Regions from separate parts of the Bombyx mori genome. Here region 2 is linked to region 1. Evidence: chromatin contacts called from public Hi-C data. All regions are on one chromosome and are shown on one strand. Each heading gives the region's core, a stretch centred on a gene start, on an enhancer-like site or on the middle of the called end of the contact. The rest is flanking DNA. Distances are from core to core; before and after follow the strand shown.

What was found. Hi-C and Micro-C count contacts between places; a contact is called where the count stands out from the background.
Region 2: a Hi-C map of middle silk gland shows a contact between it and region 1, with 2.1 times the contacts expected there. The contact joins two enhancer-like sites. A contact is called at or near these places in 2 of 7 Hi-C or Micro-C datasets (middle silk gland and whole pupa).

The regions. Positions count from the first base shown.
Region 1 is chr23:12,603,768-12,608,017 of ASM3026992v2, reverse strand. The region is part of intron 2 of LOC100174824 (fez1); the gene reads left to right. Among protein-coding and RNA genes, the nearest start is that of LOC101738187, 36 kb to the right of the region's middle. Within about 2 kb of position 2,462, at least 2 of the 8 cell types and tissues checked have open chromatin away from gene starts, as enhancers often do.
Region 2 is chr23:12,664,978-12,668,952 of ASM3026992v2, reverse strand. The region is part of intron 2 of LOC100174824 (fez1); the gene reads left to right. Among protein-coding and RNA genes, the nearest start is that of LOC100174824, 19 kb to the left of the region's middle. Within about 2 kb of position 1,997, at least 1 of the 8 cell types and tissues checked has open chromatin away from gene starts, as enhancers often do.

The DNA of each region.
Region 1 (4,250 bases), core at 1,213-3,712:
ATACCATACAGTCTAATAATTTATATGCCTTTGTTTTATTGCTGTCTAAAGGCAAAAGGTCTTCGGACTTAATGGGTCTGTGACCATAGAACACTAAACGAAGGTGACGTCATCTTATTGATTCGCGCGCAAAATATGACACGGTTATGATGGTGACTTGTGGTGACACGTTTTCTTCAAAGTTTCCGGAGTCGTTAATATGAATAGAACAATTAGATGGATGAATTGGTAAGCAATCGAATTAAATTGAAAGCAAAAGTTTGTTTAGACTCGTATGGGTATGCAAATGGGTAAACACTAGCTGACCCAGCAAACGTGTTTTGCCATATAAATTATTTCTAGGAAAAGGAAGGAAGGAACCTAGGTTTTGGCGTTGTGCCAAGCTGATTTTAATAACCGCGAGAAAAGTGTATTAGGTTGGACACAATTCAAGTTGCATAAATAATAATTTTAGTCACTTTATACATCTACATCTCTAGATAAACTTGGTAATAAACTTTATACTACAAATACCTTAGACTGATAATAATTATATAATACCTTAACTTTATTCTATATCTAACTATATCTCGCGTTTATTATTTTCATTTTATTATTTTTTAATGTTCTGATTACCTCAGCTAAATTTACTATAATTCTTTTTTAAAAACATAGTTTGCACTATATTAAATTTTCGACGAATAACACTTTAGTGTTCAGTGAGACAACGACAACTGTAAAGCATTAGAAATAATAAACGGGATATTAAACCATAAAAGTAGGTTATTATAATGATATTTATAATAATAAATAATAAAAAGCCTTTTATTTCATATAAATGACATAAAAACAAAAATTAACGCAATGTGATCTTTGCCATTAAATAACTTTTTTTATAGCTCAGATGGGTGGACGAGCTCACAGCTCACCTGGTGTTAAGTGGTTACTGAAGCCCATAGAGATCTACAACGTAAATGCGCCACCCACTTTGAGATATAAGTTCTAAGGTCTCAGTATAGTTACAACTATATAAGTATATCGTCTCAGTATAGTAACGAATAAAAATGTTTGCTGAATAATATTAGTTACTATTTCCCACTTTTTAGAACCCCTCCTCAGGTAAAAAAAACCTCCTCCAAGGATAGCGAATTTTCTCTAAATTGGGCAATTTTAACCCAGTTTGTAGTTGTTACTTCTTTATATCTTCTTCCCATCTAGTATATGGTCTTCCCCTCTTTCTTTTTCCTAGGGGGCCCTTCCATATTGTTACTTTTTTGTCCATCTCTGGTCTTGAGGGCGTGCTACATGTCCAGCCCTTTTCCATTTTAAAATTAAGGCTTGAACTAATACTAACTTGTTTTTGCTAATTTCTCTGATTTTTTGTTGATAGATTTTCGGACTTTCTGTTGATGATCTGATTTCTGAATGTTACAAGACCCGCGAAATCCGAATTATTTTTAGCCTTAGTATACAGGCGATCGTAGGGCCCAGCTGATGGGGAGCAGTCACTGTCGTTCATGGATGCGCAATGCGAGTCGCCTATCGCGAAAAATATTATACTAAAATATTTTATTAATCTTATTTTAAATTACAAGCAGCATGAATTATATTTTTACAATGAACACACATTATATTTTTCACAGGCGCTTTCTTCCGAATCTACGAAAACATTTTAAAAGTTATTGCTAGTTTGTCTATTATAAGCCCAATAAAACTTGATAATTTTAGTTTTAAATTATTTATTCTTTGAGAAGTTACTAAAATGGCTTAGAAAGTCGTTTGAGCTAAATTTTTTTACTTCTCAACAAACACGCTTCAACTTATGTCTTGATTACGTAGAAAACAAGTCTAGCGTTCGTCTGTCACCGGGGGACTGCCGCATTGACCCACAGACCGTATTCAGTTATAAAACTTGCTTCAGAACATTATAAAATTACACACATAGCTGTAACTCAACCTGAAAATACAAACTTAACTATTTTATATTAGACTGATGGGAGATGTCTTGAAAGAAAACGCTACACATGCTTTTGACGTGACAACGGCTTATAATTCGATGGAGCCTGCACGCACGAAAAAACATGACTCATGCGGCGTTACCTCGCTCTGAGGCGTACATGTTTTCGTCAAGTATGAAGTTCAGTGAAAACTGAATCTGGTGTCAATTTTTTCTAGCAACGATAATTGCGATAATTGAAAAATGAAACCATTCCATCATTATTTTCTTTTGACGTTGTCACATTCAACTATCGTCAGTAAACCGACTTTACAGACAACCGATTTTTTAATAACAATAGACAACATAAGTTATACACTCCGTATTTGAACTGTTCCCGAAAACAGACTGGTGATTCGGAATCTTGTCACGATAACAATAACAAAAAATGACATACGAAATTTTCAATAATGTATCGCATGGAATGTAAGATCGATTAAATGTCAGGTGACGCGCGGAATGTATGGACGTGAGCACTAACTTTTTTTTCCAATATACTCGTATTACATATTTGCCGTATAGTATACAGAGAGTAGTTTTTTAAATATTTTTTATTTCTATATCGTTTTTAAGGGTAAGTTTGAGGCATTGAAAGTTTTGAAGGCCCAATTGGTGTAGAGTTATCACGAGAGTTATGCACCGGCACTAAGTTTCTACCGGGATCTTTGCAATGGCTCATGATTCCAATCCGGTGGTAGATTCAGCGAGCACTGCTCTTGCTAGGGCTAGTGTTAACAAGTTCTGTCAGGTTCAGCCCGTGAGCTCGCCCACCCGTCCGCGCTTATTTGGATTAACCCCTCGAGGCCACTAACGACTAGGGTTTTTTTTTATTTTTTTGTTAGTGCTCTTGTAGGCAAACGAGCATACGGCCCACCTGATGGTGAGTGGCTACCGTCGCCCATGGACTTCAGCAATGGCAGTGGCAGATCCAATTCGCTGCCTACCTGGTAGAAAGAAAAAACAAAATATAGATCGTAAAAAAATAACAACTCTTCAAAATGCCGAAACACGTGACGGAAAGTCTATTGTAATTTGATCTTTCCTTAATCATCCATAAAGAGCAGCGGACTTGGGTCTTTGAGTTTTTTGTACACGCCAAGACATTGGAATTGCAGACTTCATATCGTTTGTTTCGATTTATGCAAGTTTTTCTCAGTTTTAGGATAGTTCACAACTGATTTCAAAGCGAAGCTATGTGAGCAGAAATAAAGCTCTGTTCCACAACTCTGATCCATACATCGAGTCAAACTTTCGTGAATTTCACAATACGTAAACAAAACTTTTAATCCTACATTTTGTCAGTTTTTTTTGGATCTAGTCATGTAATTGCCAAACTTTTTCCTCTGGCGTTGGAGCTATTGGATGGTATGAGCGATTAATCCACCGAACATCGTCACTTTTGCACCACAGCATCCAACCTCCATATGAAATGTAGCTTGGAAAGAGGAAGAACGGAAAGCAAGAGCTTGCGCAAATTAAAGTTACAATTCGTCGGCTAACTAACAGCATTTTAAAGACGTAATTGTCAACACAACTATTTACTTCCGAGGATCTTGACTGTTAAATTTCGATCAGAATCTCTGCCACCTTAAATTATCGAATCCCAATCTTCCGTGTTCTGTATTAATATCCTGACTTGATTCTCTGTCTTATTTCTATCTCGACTGGTAACCATGGGCTTACCATTTCCAACGAAGGTTATCGTGCTGACGGCCCGTTGAACATCGCTTAACCTAACTATAACCAAACCACGGATTATATCACTGCAATCGCGCTTCAAGTAATGGATTGTAGCCTTTAGGACATTTCATTCCGCTTGATTGATTCGTTGGCACATGTTAAACGAGAGGTTTTTCTGGAAACTTCGTATTTGGCGACGTAATTAATTTGGATGACTTTCATTTAGAATTCTTGATCACACGAAACGCATTCATTTATGTTGAAAGTATAAAACGGCACGTGCTTCGCTTCTTTAAAATTGTTTTATAAGGCACTGCTTAATACTGCGACTTCTGTTTATTAATTCTGTTTGCTTCTTACATGGCTGCTTTGTTATTGAAGATCTGCTTTTGTTCGATAAGGAATTTAAAAATGTCAAATTGATCCGAACGATTTTTTAATGCAAAAAATAATAATATTGTACTGACTAAACATATTTACGATTGAATTGGATGATGAATTATCTACTATGAATAGATAGTTAGTTAAAAAAGATGTAACAATTGGCGTTCAGAGCTGATTTAGAATAAGGTTTTATTTATATTGTACTGAATTG
Region 2 (3,975 bases), core at 748-3,247, 61 kb before region 1:
ACGGTGCGTGAACTTTACAGTAGACTAATTTGAAGTTGAAATACCTGAGAAAAATTCTATTTTAACGAATCTAGCTGTAGGATTGAAATGATTTTAATAGACCTAGAAATATATTTTTTTTGCGCATCGAATATTATTGCCTATCATTTATGTACAAAGCAGTTATTGTCGCTTAGTCACGTTTGCCTTTCAAGCGTCGATATAATTAATTCATGTGATCTCAATGTAATTTGTATGTTTTAGGGTGCAATTTAACATCCTTAATTAAAATGTTAATATATTACAACCTATTACAAAATAATACCTATATATTACAACGATAACCCATATTGACAAATAAAACATCACTGCATTTATTTCTACATGTTTCTGCAGTAAAAGTATTTTAGCAAAGCTATGAACGCAAACGCCCCATTTCTTAGAGAGCTCTAACCGCTCATTATGGATATCACCCATTCTAGGGGTACATTAAAAGCTGCCATTTTTCTCTGAATGTGTCATTGACAATGCATAAAAGGTTTTAATTGTCCGTTGTATCATTAAAAAAAAGTCTTATTTTAATAGCTGTTAAAGCAATTGGAGGATACCGTTATACAAATGCCTAAGTAAATCTCGAGCACTCAAAAATGTTAGGGTTGCGGGTACTCAAAAATTTTCGCTTCGTAGCTTTGTTAGTAATTATAAATTATTTTTTTATTGAATACGCGAAATTCGTTCTAGAGATGAGGCGATGTAGCTTAATCCACAAGGTCCTTATTTATTAAGGACCTTCTGAAGGATTGTTCTTAAGGAGAGATCCGTTCTTGTTGGAAATAACGTAAAAATTAACGGAACTTTAACGCAATTAAGTACCAATTAAATACCAAATTAAATACCAATCCAAATTTTATACCAATTAAATACCAAATATGATGATTATTATGAATCCAACAAAAATCAAGCATTTTTTTTTTATTGCCCTTGTAGGCAGACGAGCATACGACCCACCTAATGGTGAGTGGTTACCGTCGCCCATGGACCTCAGCAATGCCAGGGGCAGAGCCAAGCCGCTGCCTACCGCTTAATACTCTCCACAAGCCTCTTTTTAAGAAGGACATGTCATAGCGCTCGGGAAACACCGTGGAGGGGAGCTCATTCCATAGCCGGATGGTTACAACATAATAAAAAAAAAATAGTTTGGTCTATAAATTTTGCTCTTCCTACTGGTGGTAGGACCTCTTGTGAGTCTGCATGGGTAGGTACCACCACCCTGCCTATTTCTGCCGCGAAGCAGTAATGCGTTTCGGTTTGAAGGGTGGGCCAGCCGTTGTAACTATACTTGAGACCTTAGAACTTATATCTCAAGGTTGGGTGGCGCATTTACGTTATAGATGTCTATGGGCTCCAGTAACCTCTTAACACCAGGTGGGCTGTGAGCTCTTCCACCCATCTAAGCAATAAAAAAAAAAAAAGATGTGTGATGTCGTGGCACACCGGATAAGAACGAAGTTCTTTATTATAAAAATATTAATTTTACGTTCTATTCGAGGTATAAAGAAAATAATTATTCGGGTATACATTTTTTATTATGATTTTTTATTGATAAAAATAAATAAAAACTACTTTACAAAGTTATCAACTTTATTTTATTCACAATGATTTATAAAAAATATAATAATAATATACAAAGAAACACCTATTTATATGAATAATAATAATAACCGTCATCACGTAGACTATACATTAGACACTGTATAGCCATCATACTAAGATTATACATAAATAATAAAAATCTTACGTTACGGACGTTTTTTCCCGGTCTGGGTGCCCCTCCGCATCGTCCCACAAGGAACTTCGTTCCAAAAATAAAAAAATAAAAAGCCATATTATGAGCTGCTTCTAAAAAAGGACTTCAGAATTTTGCAAAGTTGAATGGTTCGCTCAGTGAATGATGATTACAACAGATTACAGCCCTAGGCAGTTGCAAGGCTACGTAGCGTGACCGGTTGGGATCGCCCAAACAGTCTCCATGTTTGTTTTTGTACGCATTTACGTGGCTTCCTTAACTTTCTATGCTCATAATGAGTGCAATGACGAATAAATTTAGATTTTTTTTTATTGCTTACTTGGGTGAACGAGCTCACAGCCCACCTGGTGTTAAGTGGTTACTGGAGCCCATAGACATCTACAACGTAAATGCGCCACCCACCTTGAGATATAAGTTCTAAGGTCTCAAGTATAGTTACAACGCCTGCCCCACCTTTTAAACCGAAACGCATTACTGCTTCAAGGCAAAAATAGGCAGGGTGGTGGTACCTACCCGCGAGGACTCTCAAGAGGTCCTACCACCAGTGAGTCGTAACAAGCTAAAAAATACATTTATGCACCCAGTCTGTTTCGAAAAGGTTTTATTTGTGCTACTACTGTTTTCTGATTTAATAAGATCGATAACTTCATTATTGACGTAAGTAATTGGATTAACTTATTCTAACCTAATCGCATTTACAGTGCCTTTTTATTTATTGCGTAGACAGGTGAACGAATTCACGATCCATCCGCATACTATCCATAAGGGACACTAAATTGTCGTCAATCAGCCGAAATCTGCCTTGAGAGTCTTTAGAAAATATTACGAAATTTATTTAAGTGTGAGGCTTGTTAAGGGCCACTTTTGTCTATCTGTATTGACCCTACAATCTTGTGACCTTTAAGAGAAGCTTACAATATCGAGCGAACAATGTCAGCATAATTACGACTGCACAATTTTCGAGTTTAATTTCGATACAGTTACGACTTCAAATTACGTACAAGAATTCTTACGATTTGTCGGGTATTATATAATTTTGCGAGTTCAGAGTACGCGGGCAATGATTATGTTTAATGATAAAGGAACCGAGTAATCAGCAGGAAAACTCGAGTACAAAATTCAGAGCTCTCGAGACGAATAAAGTTTTATTTCTCTGAGCTTTTGTACGAGAATTTGTAAGATTCTTTCTGCCTTGCGTTTTACCTTGTTGTTTCGTCTCTGAATATTTAAAAATACATTTTAACTTTTAACTTTTATATTGAGTACAATTCCCATTGTTTTTTCTCTCGTTTAAACAGATGAAAGCTCACGGCGCACCTGGTATTAATTGGTTACTGGGACCTATAGACATCATCATCCTAAATACCGCTACGTACCTTGAGACATGAATTTTAAGTCAAGTTCTATAGTACTACTTTATCTTATATCTCAAACATATACCTGATTAAAACTATTATTACATTCATTAATTAATAATGTAGTAAAACAGAAGGACTTTTCTTCTTAAGAATTTTACGTCGGTACTCATTAAAGCAATCGTTTATGAACTCTAGTGTGGTGGTGTAAGTTTTTATTAGCATTCGCTGATTCGTATGTATTTCTTAAGTGATATTAGCAGAAAATAAATACAAGAAAACGTTTTTCTATTAAAGTCGTTCCCGTATTTAACAGAGTTTGTTTCTTAGTCGAGCGCAAGATTACGCGGATTTACCAGTTATTTTGTATCACAAGTCGGACTAATATTGCCTCGCAGGTTGGTAAAGAGAGCAAGCAACAAGAGCAAAAAGGCACTATCTAAGTTAGGGCTGGTGAACAAATAAATTTGTTTCATTTTAATTTTGCTGACGCCATACAGATGTTAGCAATTTGTAAGTATAGTAAGTAATTAATAGTTAGTAATTAACTAATTAATAACATTTAAAACACTTCACAGTGATCGAACAGAACATGATTCGTGTAAATGTGTTCATTTTCGAAATCCCAGAATTTGTCTGATAATTTTATTTAGTACTAGCTGTACCCGTCCGCTTCGCTTGGCATTTAAAATTAACTGTATTATTTCTCACCCTCACAAAGATTCTCATCATTAACGCTCCCGCAACTGATGCAGGGAGTTCAACACTCATATAAATATTAGCCTATTCATTAAGTAACTACATGTATTTTCTACATGGATACCAAGTTTCAAG